Linked DNA regions of Mus musculus: regions 1, 2, 4 and 5 are each linked to region 3. A link is a contact called in public HiChIP or PLAC-seq and Micro-C data. All regions are on one chromosome and are shown on one strand. Each heading gives the region's core, a stretch centred on a gene start, on an enhancer-like site or on the middle of the called end of the contact. The rest is flanking DNA. Distances are from core to core; before and after follow the strand shown. Region 1 overlaps Gm32838 (a long non-coding RNA gene). Region 2 overlaps Itpr2 (inositol 1,4,5-triphosphate receptor 2). Region 3 overlaps Itpr2 (inositol 1,4,5-triphosphate receptor 2). Region 4 holds the start of Bhlhe41 (basic helix-loop-helix family, member e41). Region 5 has its middle 18 kb from the start of Bhlhe41.

Region 1 (2,700 bases), core at 38-2,537, 140 kb after region 3:
GGGTAAGAGTCTTCTTGCTTTACAGCCTCGATATCAGATTGCGAAGTATCTTTCTCCCGTTAAGAAAAGTGGTATAGGAATTTGCTAAAGAGATTATAATAATATTTCCTTTTGGTTTTGTTTTGTGTTTTTCCCCTCAAATCAAATATATATATATATATATATATATATATATATATATAGAGAGAGAGAGAGAGAGAGAGAGAGAGAGAATATTAGTAGCAAGACCCAAACTTTAAAAAAAAAATCTCTTTTGTTTTATGTCCAGGTCCCAGCTATACCCCTCATATATAAATGGGGGTGTAAAAAAGAAAAACATTGTCTCTAAAATATATGTATTAAAATCCAGTAATTTCATTAGACCCTCAACAGAAACCCCTCTCACCAAGCAATTTGTGACCCCTCCAGGAAATCCTGAGTGCCCCGTGGAAGTATCACACTCGTTCCTTCGTGTGGCCTTCTGTTATGGTGTGACCATGAAGACCATCCACAGGCCTGTGGTCAAGCTTGATTGCCAGCTGATGGACTTGGGCATGTGATTGGGTCCTAGGATCTCTGACCCAATCAACGAGCTGAGGCCTTAACAGGTTCACAGTGTGATGTATGTAAGGGATTGGGGAGCAGGAGGCAGGGCCCCTTGGAGAAAGTGAGTCCGTGAACGGTGTGTTCTTGGGGACTAGATCCCACCCTGGCCTTTTCCACACCCTACTTCCTTGCTTCCTGCCACCTTATCCTGCAACCATGACAACCATGATGCTGAGCTTCAGCCCGGGACCAGAACTGACAGAGTTGGCTGTGGCATCCACCATCACTGAAATCAGAAATTAAAATAAACCTTCCTTCTTTGAAGATGTTGATGAGAGGCATGGGTGGCGTGCTGCAACATAAACAGGGGTAGGAGGAGGGAGGAGGGGAACCTGACAGACCCTTCCAAACTCTCTCAATCAGAAACTGCTGCTGTGTTCTGGGAGAAACAGGCATGAAATGCTTGTGTGCGGGTATCTAAGGGTTTTCGTGCCACAGACCCTCCATGGATCCTCCTCTATAGTCTGGTTTTGAAAGAAAAACAGAGGCAGAAAGCTCTCTTGGTGTGGGAGGGGCAGAGCTTTGGAGTGGTAATGGTGTGGTATGCCCTTTGACCTTTTGCTGTTTGCTCACGGTCAGGTCAGAGCCATGAGACTTCCCCTGAAAGCAATGGCTTCTTCCCTCCATTGCTATACAGTGATGTGTTAGTGTCTATTTTTAATTTACAAGCGTTCTGCAAGTCTACAGCGGATCTGTTTTAGCTCCTTGGAGTCTACAGGATGTAAATGCACAACCCTCCACATTTAGATTCTGACAGACAGGACTGGTATAGTTTGCCTCTTGCTACAAACCATAGTGCTCAGGGAAGGCAGTGTAGCTTTAAGCAATGCTTTAGAAAGGGTCTCTGGGACTCCAGGGCCGTCTTGACTGTCTAGATGGGAGACTGCAAAGCCCAGGAGTGATGGTTTGCCCAGAAAGGTCCTTAGTAGGGCTTTTACAAAGAGCTGCCCCACTATGGGGTCTGAGTTACCACTGCTGTACAAGGTCCTGGGACAGCAACAACAGTGAATAAGAAGAGGGCGACTGTGTATTAGTTCATTTCCTGTCGCTGTGACAGAACAACAGACAAGTGTGACTAAACACTGGAGAATGCGCGTTGACTCATGCTTCAGGTAGGGAGAGAGTCGACAGGGAGGGAAGGCAAGGTAACCAGAACATGAGACAGATGGTCACACTAACTCAGGAGTCGGGACTCAAGAGTGGGGCATGCTTATGAAGTCTCCCCATGACCCACTTCCTTCAGAGAGGCTGTACCTCCCACAGTTCCACAATCCACCCCCCCCCCAAAAAAAAAAACAGCATTACCAACTGAGACCAAGTGTTTCAACACCTGAGCCTATGGGCAACATTTCACATCCAAACCATAATACTCCCAGCTGGGTTTGAAGACAAAGGCCCATATAATCCATGCAAATGTTTCACAGATCTCCCAGGTCTCCAGAGCAGAGGCGGCAGGATGTCCTTCCATGCAGCTGTCCCTAGACTCCCTGAAAGGCCTTTGGAGTGCTTATCTAACAAACAGCCTCTGCACATTTGGTGCGGCATGGCTTCCCAAGGGCACTGAGCCTCGGGCCTTCCAGATGCCAGGGCTTGGAAGCATTGGTTCACTTTCTTCACTGATTAGAAAGCATGTCTGAGTTAGGAACACAAGACAAATCATCAGAATTCCACGCAGTGTTTTCAGGGAACAGAGAGAGGAGTTGCCTTGGTTATCCACGTCAGAAGACAGAAACTAGCTGTGGTGGTGAGTGTTACTATGGCCTTCAGGAGTTAACAGGGCTTCTCTGGCTTCCTGCTGTGTCTGTGATTTCAACATGTAGATGGTTACCACAGATCTCTTCACCACGCCATCATCACTGTATTGGCCAGGGAGCACTAAGGGAACAGACTAAGAACACACAATCACACCACACACACACACACACACACACACACACACACACACAAGATTTACAGTGGCTTCCATAACACGGCCCAGCTAATCCAACAATGGCTGTCTCTCACTGGAGAGCTAAGAGTCCTGTAGTTTCTTGGGCCATGAGGCTGGATACCTCAGTAGTTCTAGAATGGTCTAGAGGATTCCTAGAGAGCTGCTGGTCTTCAATCTATATTGGA
Region 2 (2,823 bases), core at 123-2,622, 160 kb before region 3:
ACTTTGTGAGTGAGGCTGGATTAAGCTTAGGTTTGAACCAGGCTTACTTGCCTATCTTGTCAGGCCTGGATTCATTTTTTAAGCATAAATTATTTGCACAAACTAATAGCATTATTTGTGACATACTTCTGAGTGTCTATAACATATTTTGGTTGCTCCAACTTCAACACCTGTGTATATGGCCTCCCTGCCTCCTTAGATGTCAGTGGGCAGACCATAGAGCAGGGCTACAATTGAGATGCAATATCACAAGTTACCAGTAGGCGTCACTGTTCCATAAATGATGTCTCTTGGAGTAGCTGAGTACAAACCTTTAAATTATATAAATGTTTTCATTTCTTCTCATTGATACTTTGAATTCTCACTATATAATTTTAAATATTCAAGCCAGGTGAGATCAAAACTGTTTCTACCTAAATCTAGTTCAGGTTTTATTCAGAATTCTAGTCATTGGTGTTATTTTAAACAACTCTTCCCCTGTTTAATTTTAGCTACTGTAATATTAAATCGCTTCCTTCGGTATTACTTTGGTATTTAATAAAGACATAGGTGCATCTTGGAATCCTGAAAAACACATGTTTGTCACTTCTTCTGTGTGTTTGTGGGTAGTCTCTGCTTTCTCTTCATGTGTCAAGTTCATACCATCGCAGGTTGCCTGCCAAGCTCTTGTTTTTGAAAATAGCAGGCACACATTGATTGCTTTATACCTGGGTTCAGGATCTTTGTATGTAGATAGACTTTTTTTTTAGAATGAGAATTCGAATACAGAAAAGGATAGGTGTCCATTTGGCATTCAGTGCTTTTTCACTAGGGCCCAGCATTAGCATAAGAGAAGGCCTGGGGGTGCGTAGATGCTCAGTCACATTCACCACACTCATGTGAGCTCAGCGTTAACAGAGTAGCATCACCAGGAAACTAGATATACTCATGATATCTCATGATAGTGCGTGTTCTGTCCAAGCGCTGGGAACAAACCATGTGTGTCTGGAGTTAGTTGTTCCTTGGGGCTCACATTTGGAGAAACACTTATGATTGACAATTGGTTATACTTACTATAACATCTTAAATAAATTATCCCAATGTAGCCACAATCTAAAAGTTTATTTGAAAGGGCAGGGGGAGAGTTGTACAGTGTACATTTGACACCTGCTTTTGCTGTGGCTTGTGGTGACTTCTGTCCTGATATGATCTGTATACAGTGTGATCACTTTTAAAAAAGACCTCTCCCTACTGGTAGGCAGGAAACCGTGTCTTGTGTTCACTGCCAAGAAAGTCCCCAGGCACATGACAACACATGTGTACACTGCATATCAGAGCTGCAGGGTGTGGTTGGAGGAGACACGGACGGCTGAGCCACTGAGGCGGCTCTGCCAGCAGCAGCCTGTGGTTATGTAACTCCTGCAGTGTCTGGCGCTGTGCTTCACTGGAGACAAGTCACGTGCTGTGCAATGCCATTGCCTGAAATTCAGTTGCTCTGAAGGATCCGTGAGTCTGCGTGAGAGAAGCTTTGGCCGCTCTGTACTAGAAAGCAGATGTTGATCGGCTGCACATAACTGATGAGTGTGCACACTAATTCCAGCAAGGACATTTGCTGTCTGTCTGTCTGTATCTCATTATGCTCCTGAAGAGAGAAAATTAAGTATTATGTAATACGGACAAATAATGAAGTGGAGGGAAGCAACTCAGTCCTCCTCACTAGAAAAACTTGTCCCACATCACTTAAAAATATTTTTATGATGATTCAGCAATTAATGCAACAACAACAACAACTATTCCTACTACTACTACAAAAGTAACATACTGGACATTATTTTTGGGAATTTGTGTAGGTAGCAACCAGTATTTTCCCCCAATGCGTGGTCTATGAAGGAAAAAGGAAATTTGCAAATTTTAAGGAACATTAGTGAGAAAAAATTAAATTATGAGTTCAAGTGGACTTTTCTTTTTAAAAGATTTTTATTTTATCTTTGTTTGTGTATGTGCATCTGCATATGCAGGTATCCACATGGGCCGTGGAGGGTGCCAGACCCTTGGGGCCTTTGTCCTTGTGGGGCCATCTTTCCGGCTCTTCAGATAACCTAGAAGGTTATCTGAAGTTAGAAACTTTGGGCAGATTTTACTTTCTTTGTGAGAGTTGTGGAATTGGGACCAGTCAGAAATTCACCCTTATTATATGGCTGAGACTTCAGATTGCATCTCTCAGAAGGAGATCTGGAGTCTGCAGGAAGGCAGCGGTCGGTCGGTGTAGGGAGAGAGGCTGAGGGTTCATTTATCTTCCCTGGGGCCTCACAGAGAACCCAGAATACAGCCAACTTGGGCTCAGCTCTCCTGACCGCCTCTGGCTTCCTGCCTGCAGGATTTCAGCAGTCAGACCGATGCTAATGGCTGTGAGTAGAAATCAAAGGCCCTGAAGCCCAGACTCAGTCCACTCTGCTGTGTCAACAGGGATTAGCTGTTCAGTTCTGTGATTTTGGGTAGGTTCCTCTTAAACTGTAACAAAACCAATGTTGTTCATTTTTTTCCCTCTTGCAAAAGGTCTTTTTATTTTTCTCTTATTCGTTAAAACCTCCGGATGGGAGTTTGTTGAAATCCCCATTTTTATTCCAACCTTATCGTACATATGTGGATTCTGCGTGTTGTTTTCTAACACACTCAAAATGAGATTATAACAATCAGCTCTTTCATAGATGATCTGACTTAGGCGGGACATTCGACACACGTGTGTGATTTACTTTCCTGTCAGCAGAATGCATGTTTGTAGGAGGCATGATCGTTCCACTGGACCAAAGGGTAGCAGGGCAGGGTTAGGCTGCTAGTGGTGAT
Region 3 (2,886 bases), core at 292-2,791:
ACAGAATAGCCCCAGACTGTGCCCTTCTGCTCCCTTCTTCCCCACGGGAGCCACAGGCCGCAAAGCTGGTAAAGAACCTTAGGTGAGGATGGAAGCAGGGACCCAGCATGGGTGGCTGGAACCGAAACCCTTTCTTCTGCCAACTCTGCTCAAGAGCAGTTCATGCCCCTCTCTCTCTCTCTCTCTCTCTCTCTCTCTCTCACACACACACACACACACACACACACACTCACTCAGTCCACTCTTGCTACCATCAGACCCTACCCCATCCTCCATCAGAATCACTGGATGCCTGCTTCATCAAGGACCATCTGGGACCCTGGAGGAAGTCATTGTTGACAAGGTCTTTCTTAGGCCATGAGGACCAGAGTCTTAACCCCTTGACTCCAATCCTGCCTCTTTCTGCCTCTAGCCAGAGAGGGACCTTTTGGTATATATACTTAGAGAGATTTTGTTTTGTTTTTTCCTCTGAGACAATCCTGCTATCTAGCCCAGGCTGGCCTGAAATTCACCTTGAAGTCCAAGCAATCCTCCTGCTTCCAGACTGCTGGGATTAATTGAGACACTGATTTAAATCCCAACAGTCATACGTGGAAACATTCTTTGTGGTTCCTCCAGCTCCCTCTCACACTCACTATCTGGTTCCTGCGCATTTATTTTCCTCCTAGGAGAAGAATTTGGACTGGTTTCCTCGGATGCGAGCCATGTCACTTGTCAGCAACGAAGGTGACAGTGAGCAAAATGAGATCCGGAACCTGCAGGAGAAGCTGGAGTCTACGATGAGTCTGGTGAAGCAGCTGTCAGGGCAGCTGGCAGAGCTGAAGGAGCAGGTCAGCAGGCTCAGGGGAAGGGAGTGGGGAGGGGGGTGATGGATGTAGGGAGGCTCGAGCCATTTACCTCTGTGAGCAAGGGGACCCAGAGACTCCAGGAAAGAAACCTCCCCAAGTATGCCTTGCAGTGTGGTGGCATCTCAGCAAGCAGGTGCTCCCCCACAACCCCTGCAAGCATTTTTCACCCTGTGGAAAGACAGGGAGGGAGCCCTTTGCTCTTGGTGATAGATTTTATCCTGCCAGGCTTCAGATAGCCAAGCTCATTGGAAAGGCAGGTGTTCCTAATGGCTGCCACTGTAACATCCCGATCAACCCTCTATCATATGACGGTCCTTAACACTCATAAAACAGAATATCACCAGGCCCCTTGGTAGCCGTTAAATGCTTACAGCAACGGTGATAAGAACACAACAGATCCGTTTCCTAACCACAGAGACAATGGTTGCTCTTTCTCACTACCTCTGTTTATGGTAATTTAGTTTTCAAAATAATTTCTTTTGTGGTTATCATATGTGGAACCAGACAGTGGGCTCTTGGGAAAGAAAACAAGACCTCAGTGGCCGGCAGGTACTGGGGAAGAACTGAGAAAGCCAGCTGAACACGCTCTCTCTCTCCCCAGATGACAGAACAAAGGAAAAACAAGCAAAGGCTGGGCTTTCTTGGATCAAACACACCCCATGTGAACCATCACATGCCACCGCACTGACACCATGGGGGCACGCCGTGACCAGCCTTTCATCGGATGCCTGCCTCATCACAGAGGGATGGAGATGGAGGGGAGCGAACAGTGGCTATTGTTGAAAAGCTAAAAACAACCAAGTGCCAAGATGCTGAGCCATTTAGCTCCCAGAACAATCCGTAACTGTGTTTGCACGCTTGAGAAGATTCAAGCTTAGAGAAAAAAAGAAAAAAAGAAAAAAGAAAAAAAAAAACGCATAGGGCACAGACTCTCTCGGTGGGGCAGGAAGTAGCCAGCCTGAGGGGCTGTTGGGGGTGGGAGAGTCTGGTGTGGAGCAGCAGACCTCCCCCTGCTTGATCGATAGGCCTTGGATTTGTCTCACACGCTGACTGCAGCCTCCGTCATGGCTGGTTGGAATTTGTTCGAATTGTGGCACTCAGGTCATCGAGACAGGAAGCCACACTCTGCTGGCTAAGTCTGACTAAGAAAAAAAAAATTTAAAAGATTAAAAAGGAGAATTGAAAAGATGTCATTAAACTTCTGAACCTTACGTGTTAGCTGGACATTTTCTTCTTGGCACGAGACACAATGGGCTCAGAGCACTGCCCCTCAGTGCTTCAGAGTTCATACCCCACACACTGAAAAACATAACTGGATCAGGGTGGCTGTCTCCAGGACTCTGTGCGGGCCTGTGCAATGAGAAGCTTTCTTAGAACTGGCTAAGAGTGTGCTTAAAGTCACGTGCGTGCTAAGATGTTAAAGACCTGGAGAAGGGAAGCTTAACCATAAGGCCCAGGAAGTAATGTTTTGAGTGCCTATGCTACTAAAATATATAGGCATTGAAAGGAAATCTCGGGGGTGACGCAAACACTCCGATGGCCTTGCCTTTTAAAAGCAGGTTGGCTTATATCTGTGGTGCCTGAGGACCTGAATGCAGTCCCTGCAGCTGTGGGAGAGAAGTCTAAGAATTGTATTGACTACATAAAAATACACAACAACATTTCAATGGCCTATTTAAGACTATTAGAGTAACAGCTTTTCAAGACGTAGGCAGCTCATAATTCCTTCCCCCAAACTGTTTTCACGTTGAGTCATACAACCAGAACTTGTCAAGGGGAAAAAATAGCCTGGAAGGAGGGATTTCTCTTGGAGACTCTTCGAGGTGTCAGAGGCAGACAAATAATGAAAGTGTGAGGTGGTCTTGTGGTGAGGGGCCACCAGCCAAGACACCACATGCTGAACCAGAGACCCTCTGGTCTCTAGATCCTTTAAGCTCTCAGCCACCAAGGGCCAGGTAGGGCTTGTTACAACAACTTTTAAAGCTTTATGGCATTTCAATACAGTTTTAGCTGTTAGCTCCTAAAAAGTAAAAGCAAA
Region 4 (2,844 bases), core at 2-2,501, 250 kb after region 3:
CGTGCATTTGGGGCCCAGGTTCCTTCTCGGTTCTCGTGCCGCTGGCGATAGCGAATGTCCGAGAGTGAACGTGATTGTCAATTCTGAGAAATTAGTGTAGGAGCAACCTGGGGTCTCCCTGCCCACGGGGATGGAATTCAGATTCTTATTTAGCTTGAGTTGTGGGGACACTGAGCACCTGGGGACGGCTGTCCCCAGCTGTGTGGACCGAGCTCCCGAGGACACGGGGCGCGCGCACGGCATCCCTGCGCGCTGATGTGGCAGCCGCCGCAGGTCGCATCACGTTGCCGGCCCTGTGCTGGTACCCGCTGGAGACAGGATTAAGGAGGGAGGCCGCGGAGGTGCCAGTAGTAAACGTGGGCTCGCCACACTCTCGGCGTGGCTTATCGCACGAGGGAGACGGGAGGCAGCACAGTGTCTCGCAGGCTGGGGCGGGCAGGACCCGGACTGCGTGGCTTTCCCGCAACAGTCCTTGCGTGCCTCCTGCCCTGTGCCACCCTTCCCCCTCCCTGCTCTCCCCCGGGAGCACCCGAGGCCCCAAACGTCATCTGCCTCTGTGTGATTAGTGTCACCGCAATTCCGGCTGCTGCGGGAAGTTTAGGTGGCCCGGGGACACTGTTGCCAGAACCACTTGGTATGCGACATTCTGAATCAGTGTCTACATTTTCACTGATCTTAAATCCGGGAAGCAAATTGCAAGTCACCCCCTTTTCAGGGTAGGTCTCCAGCCTGACCTAAAGGGTGTCTTTCTACCCGACCCTTCTTTCACCCCTGGCCAGTAAACAATGAGCAAAATCTCCGAATTTTCCTTCCCCGCTCAAGTTTAGCCACCACGAATTCGCGTTCTTTCTCTGGCCCAAACCAACAGCAATTGGTGGGAAAGCCAAAGGCCACGTCCTCGGTTCTGCACCGAGATGCTGGACGAGCCGGGGGAGCCCCTCGTCCCGCCCCGCCCCCGCGCCCTGCAGCGCCTCGGGGAAGACGAACGGCTCGCCGGGTGGCCGCTCCTTCCAGGTGGCCCCAATCAGGTGTCCCCGCCCCCTCCCGGCCCCTCCTCCCCGCCCCCCTCCGGGCTGGACCGCGGATGGTACGTTCCGCACGTGAGCTGGGTGCTGGTCTGGCCGGCGACGCGCGTGCCCTGTGGCCAAACACTGCCCGGAGTGAGAGCAAACTACCAGCGCAGTGCGTGTGTGCGCGCGGGTGTGCGCGCGCGGGTGTGCGAGAGGGCGAGCGAGCGAGCACGGGGCGGAGGGGCGGCCAACTGCTTCACACTTTCAATACTGCACTGAAGAGGGAGAGCGAGACAGCCTGGAGACGCACACATCCCCCCAAAATCTCTCCAGGCGACCGTCCCACAGATTACAGGACAGAAACCTCCAAATCGAAACGGACAGCCATTGAACATGGACGAAGGAATCCCTCATTTGCAAGAGAGACAGTTACTGGAACATAGGGATTTTATAGGGTAAGGTGTACGCACCGTTGCGAATATCTGTCTAGGCGTCGGTTTGGCTTTTTTTTTTTTAATCCCCTGCACAAAGTGATATGGAGCGGGTGAGGGCAGAGCCCCTCCCGGAATGGGGGCCTGATGCTGATTTCTGTTTTTGCAGACTGGACTATTCCTCTTTGTATATGTGTAAACCCAAAAGGAGCTTGAAGCGAGACGATACCAAGGTAAGTCTTAAGTTTCCCATAACCTGCCTGGATAGTTAATTAGGGCCATTGATTTCGCAAGGAAACTCTGCCCGCAAATATATTCCAGCCCTGAGCTTTCCTAACTGTGAATTTTAAGTGGCTTGCTGGATACTCCGGGGGATATTCAACACCGCACCTGAATTTAAATTGCATTTTAGAAGTCTAGAGGAGAGAGTTCTGGGCATTAGTTCATTACATAGTGTGTTTGGGGGTTGGGGTGGGAGGGTTCTATCCAGTAAGTGAATGAATGTTTAGCTCACTGCTGTATCTTTTCTCTGGCTCGTGTATGAAGGATACCTACAAGTTACCGCACAGATTAATAGAAAAGAAGAGACGAGACCGAATTAATGAATGCATTGCTCAGCTGAAAGATTTACTGCCCGAACATCTGAAATTGACAGTAAGATGCACATTTTCATTCTCCTGATGGACTCCGGGGTGTATTTACCTGATAAAATTCCCAGAGATAGGATAATAAATGTAAATATTAAGAGGCCTGCCTTCTAACTTGTGCTGTAACTAAGAGTTTCCCAGAGACTCAGAACAGGGGCTCCGGGCTAATGGCAGAGATCATTGACGACCTGACTGTGGGGAGCTGAGCAGCGCTTCCTTCCCAGTGGTGTGTGTGTGTGTGTGTGTGTGTGTGTGTGCCTGTCTTAAGTTGCTGGGCTGCGTGGAAATAAAAATGCGTGTTTTAAAGTAACCCCTGTCCCCCTTTGTCGCACCACTGCAGACACTGGGGCATTTGGAGAAAGCAGTAGTCTTGGAATTAACTTTAAAGCACTTGAAAGCGCTAACAGCCTTAACTGAGCAGCAGCATCAGAAGATAATTGCTTTACAGAATGGTAAGTGGGTCTGAGGAAGCCAGCCTGCCCTGATACAAAAGGGGGTAACGCTGGGGGCGCAACGCTAGGACTCCCCCGCTGCGTCCTCTCCTGGTGAACGTCGCCTCTTTCCCTTTGGTGGCAAGTACCCAGAGCATCCCAAAGGCTTCCCGCAGAGCTGGAGGAGCCCCGTTTTTATTTAAAGTGGCGGCTGCACCTCTTCAGTTGGGTTTTTCAGCCAGGAAGAGAGCGCCTCACCGCGCCACCCCCTCCTCTCTCGGCAGTCTGCGGATTATATCGCTGGAATGCCCAGGAAAAGCCGAGC
Region 5 (2,700 bases), core at 45-2,544, 230 kb after region 3:
ATTGTTTTTTTATTTTTGTTACAAGATTTCTTGACTGAACCAGTGCTCAAGCATTACTGCTTCCAGAAACCTTCAGAATTAAGACACCCCCCTCCACCCCAACAGCCACTTGTTACTTTGTTTTGTTTGTTTTTGTTGACATGGGTCTCCTGTAGCTAAGACTGGCCCTGAACACCTGATCCCTTTGCCTGTATCTCCCAAGTACTGGGATAACAAGAGTGTACCCCCACAACATGTACTGTAAATTTACTTCAAGTTTTAGGAGCACCCTAAGAAAGACAGTTAAACCCTTCCAGCCTGAGATCCTTGCTCTGTGCTCTTGGTTGCATGGTAAAGCCTGGAAGTTTTAGTCTTACACTTGGAAGTTTTATTCTTACAAACCATTTAGATTTATAAGGTTGTAACTAAAACTATGCCTTTGAATACAAATTTTTGGTCAAATCCTAAAAGGTTTACACTTACTGAGAAGTCGATTTAACATTCATCACACCTTTCTGTGGCTGGTAACTTCCCTGACCATGTGGTGGAAACGGAACCTTCATACACTTCTGGCAAGAATGCAGTGGGGGCTGAAGCCCTTTCGCAAAGCTGTCTGTCCCTCAGTTACTATGTAACTAGCATCTGCCCCAGCCCACATCCTAGAGAACTGAAAGCAAGTGCACACAGCCTCATGCCTGGTGCTCAGAATGTCATTCATGAGCGCTCAAAAGAACATGCCCTGGCTAGCAAACACAGAAGTGGATGCTCACAGTCAGCTAATGGATGGATCACAGGGCTCCCAATGGAGGAGCTAGAGAAAGTACCCAAGGAGCTAAAGGGATCTGCAACCCTATAGGTGGAACAACATTATGAACTAACCAGTACCCCGGAGCTCTTGACTCTAGCTGCATATGTATCAAAAGATGGCCTAGTCGGCCATCACTGGAAAGAGAGGCCCATTGGACACGCAAACTTTATATGCCCCAGTACAGGGGAACGCCAGGGCCAAAAAGGGGGAGTGGGTGGGTAGGGGAGTGGGGGTGGGTGGGTATGGGGGACTTTTGATATAGCATTGGAAATGTAAATGAGCTAAATACCTAATAAAAAATGAAAAAAAAAAAAAAAAAGAACATGCCCTGGATTCTATCAACTGCTAAGTGGGCAAATAAAAGTGCCATAGTCATGCAATGCAATGTGGTTTAGCAGTAAAAAAAAAAAAACTAGTAAAATATTGTATGCTATTGCAAGGATTAACCCTGAAAACAGGAAATGAACTCAACTGTAGAGAGCAATGACTCACATGGTTCTGTGCACATGAGATATCCAAATGGGTAACTCCACAGAAACAGAGAGTAGGTGGGTCACTAAAAGTTACACCAGTATACATTAGCTGAAACGATAGATGAAAGTGTCTTGGTGTGGTGCTACAGAAGTGATTATCTGTGAATGACCCTCTTCCTCAGCCTTCCAAGTATGGGATCCCAGGTTCACAGCAGCACATCTGGCTCTAAGACGTAGTTTTAGTGAGTATTTAGACTATTAGTAGCATACCCATTCAAATTTGATAATATATTAATATATGATCACAGAGTAAAAATTTAGTCATGTAGAAATTAAAAGCTACTCCACCACAAACAGTAGCCCCATTCTGTGAGGTCATCTAGTCTTTCTACAAATATTTACTGGGCTCCGGTCTGTCTTCAAGAGTCAGGAGTCAATAAGGCTCGCTTCCGTCTGCTCCTGCTTTGTGTTGCTACAGAACAGGGGAAACACCTCTGTGCTTGAGACACTACACAGGAGGAGAGCTACATTTCAGAGGTCCTGGGTCTCAATGCCACAGGGCCAATGAGAGAGAATAAAGCCCATCTCTCACCTCACAAGAAGGATCACTGTGGCCTCGGTGGTGTAGCTCCCCTAGTTTAGCTGCTGGGAGCTCTTGGGTTTCTTTTGTTCTGTTGGTTTCAGTTGTTCCTGCCTCAGAGCCTGGAGGCCTAGGCTGATCTTCACGCAGTCTCAGCCTCCAGGTGACAATATTACCCTCATTCAACATTTGTCCAAATCAGAGAATTGTGCTGTAAAGTCCATTCAATATCATACCCTGCATTTCACAAGCCAGCACTCCAGGTGTTTCTAACTCTTGTAGCTGATGACGATCAGGTAAATTCCACACCAAGCCAAGGAAGTGTCTCTTCTGCTTCCTCCCTGCCTGTAATCCCCCACCTCCACTTTCACTGATACATTGTTGGTAGAGAGTCTCTTGCAAGTATTTACACTATGAAAATTGGCAGAAACTTCAGGGGTTGGTTTTCTTGGTTATTAGGCCAGAGAAATCATGTGTCATGTTGATTGTACTTAGCACTGTGTCGCATCGGAACTTTGCATTGTGAGTAACACACAAGAAAGCAGAAAAACCATTTCCCATTGTGTGAGAGTTGTTACTAATTGCTCCTGTATTTAACAAATGACTAAGGTTATTTTAAAAAGTCTTTTCTCCGTAGTACTTTCACCTTAATCACTAAAATAAACAAAAGTCTCAACCAACTTTCATGTTGGAATTACATTTATGAATTAATTGCAACTGTAGGCTGGCAAAGGATACAGGGTCAGCAGAAATCAATAAAACCATTCACTGAGAATTAATCAGCTTCATGGAATTTATGTGAGCAATGCATATTTTATTATTGCACATCACTGTATGTGTTTTCTACACATCTTTCAGAC

The links. Hi-C and Micro-C count contacts between places; a contact is called where the count stands out from the background. HiChIP or PLAC-seq counts read pairs in DNA pulled down with a chosen protein or histone mark.
Region 1: an HNF4G HiChIP or PLAC-seq map of pancreatic cancer cells shows a contact between it and region 3. The contact joins two enhancer-like sites. A contact is called at or near these places in 2 of 484 Hi-C or Micro-C datasets (the N1E-115 cell line and muscle stem cells) and 1 of 115 datasets of contacts at active chromatin or transcription factors (pancreatic cancer cells).
Region 2: a FOXA1 HiChIP or PLAC-seq map of pancreatic cancer cells shows a contact between it and region 3. The contact joins two enhancer-like sites. A contact is called at or near these places in 8 of 484 Hi-C or Micro-C datasets (the G1E-ER4 cell line, the HPC-5 cell line, the N1E-115 cell line and 4 more) and 5 of 115 datasets of contacts at active chromatin or transcription factors (bone marrow-derived dendritic cells, a colorectal cancer cell line, embryonic stem cells and 2 more).
Region 4: a Micro-C map of muscle stem cells shows a contact between it and region 3, with 5 times the contacts expected there. The contact joins the promoter of Bhlhe41 here to the enhancer-like site in region 3. A contact is called at or near these places in 16 of 39 promoter capture datasets (the 3T3-L1 cell line, 3T3-L1-derived adipocytes, the C10 cell line and 10 more), 11 of 484 Hi-C or Micro-C datasets (the HPC-5 cell line, bone marrow-derived macrophages, cochlea and 5 more), 21 of 115 datasets of contacts at active chromatin or transcription factors (the 230-238 cell line, bone marrow-derived dendritic cells, bone marrow-derived macrophages and 16 more) and 7 of 9 other capture datasets (adipose tissue, bone marrow-derived macrophages, embryonic stem cells and 4 more).
Region 5: a FOXA1 HiChIP or PLAC-seq map of pancreatic cancer cells shows a contact between it and region 3. The contact joins two enhancer-like sites. A contact is called at or near these places in 10 of 39 promoter capture datasets (the 3T3-L1 cell line, 3T3-L1-derived adipocytes, the HPC-7 cell line and 5 more), 4 of 484 Hi-C or Micro-C datasets (bone marrow-derived macrophages, muscle stem cells, nephron progenitors and 1 more) and 2 of 115 datasets of contacts at active chromatin or transcription factors (microglia and pancreatic cancer cells).

The regions. Positions count from the first base shown.
Region 1 is chr6:145,972,003-145,974,702 of GRCm38.p6, reverse strand. All of the region lies in intron 1 of Gm32838 (a long non-coding RNA gene), which reads right to left. Gm38928 (a long non-coding RNA gene) reads left to right here. Exons shown (of 3, transcript XR_869599.2): 3 at 409-772. Among named protein-coding and RNA genes, the nearest start is that of Gm38928, 4.1 kb to the left of the region's middle. Within about 2 kb of position 1,287, at least 44 of the 459 cell types and tissues checked have an H3K27ac peak or open chromatin away from gene starts, as enhancers often do. A contact at or near this core is called in muscle stem cells and pancreatic cancer cells, where this site is marked.
Region 2 is chr6:146,269,875-146,272,697 of GRCm38.p6, reverse strand. All of the region lies in intron 37 of Itpr2 (inositol 1,4,5-triphosphate receptor 2), which reads left to right. Among named protein-coding and RNA genes, the nearest start is that of Gm35596, 52 kb to the right of the region's middle. Within about 2 kb of position 1,372, at least 182 of the 459 cell types and tissues checked have an H3K27ac peak or open chromatin away from gene starts, as enhancers often do. A contact at or near this core is called in muscle stem cells and pancreatic cancer cells, where this site is marked.
Region 3 is chr6:146,110,321-146,113,206 of GRCm38.p6, reverse strand. Itpr2 (inositol 1,4,5-triphosphate receptor 2) reads left to right here. Exons shown (of 57, transcript NM_019923.4): 56 at 669-830; 57 at 1,450-2,886. The coding sequence ends at 1,536. Among named protein-coding and RNA genes, the nearest start is that of Gm35768, 32 kb to the left of the region's middle. Within about 2 kb of position 1,541, at least 75 of the 459 cell types and tissues checked have an H3K27ac peak or open chromatin away from gene starts, as enhancers often do. A contact at or near this core is called in cochlea, embryonic fibroblasts, embryonic forebrain and 5 more, where this site is marked.
Region 4 is chr6:145,863,827-145,866,670 of GRCm38.p6, reverse strand. Bhlhe41 (basic helix-loop-helix family, member e41) reads left to right here and starts at 1,251. Exons shown (of 5, transcript NM_024469.2): 1 at 1,251-1,465; 2 at 1,611-1,674; 3 at 1,988-2,095; 4 at 2,429-2,540. The coding sequence starts at 1,404.
Region 5 is chr6:145,881,760-145,884,459 of GRCm38.p6, reverse strand. No RefSeq gene overlaps it. Among named protein-coding and RNA genes, the nearest start is that of Bhlhe41, 18 kb to the right of the region's middle. Within about 2 kb of position 1,294, at least 64 of the 459 cell types and tissues checked have an H3K27ac peak or open chromatin away from gene starts, as enhancers often do. A contact at or near this core is called in pancreatic cancer cells, where this site is marked.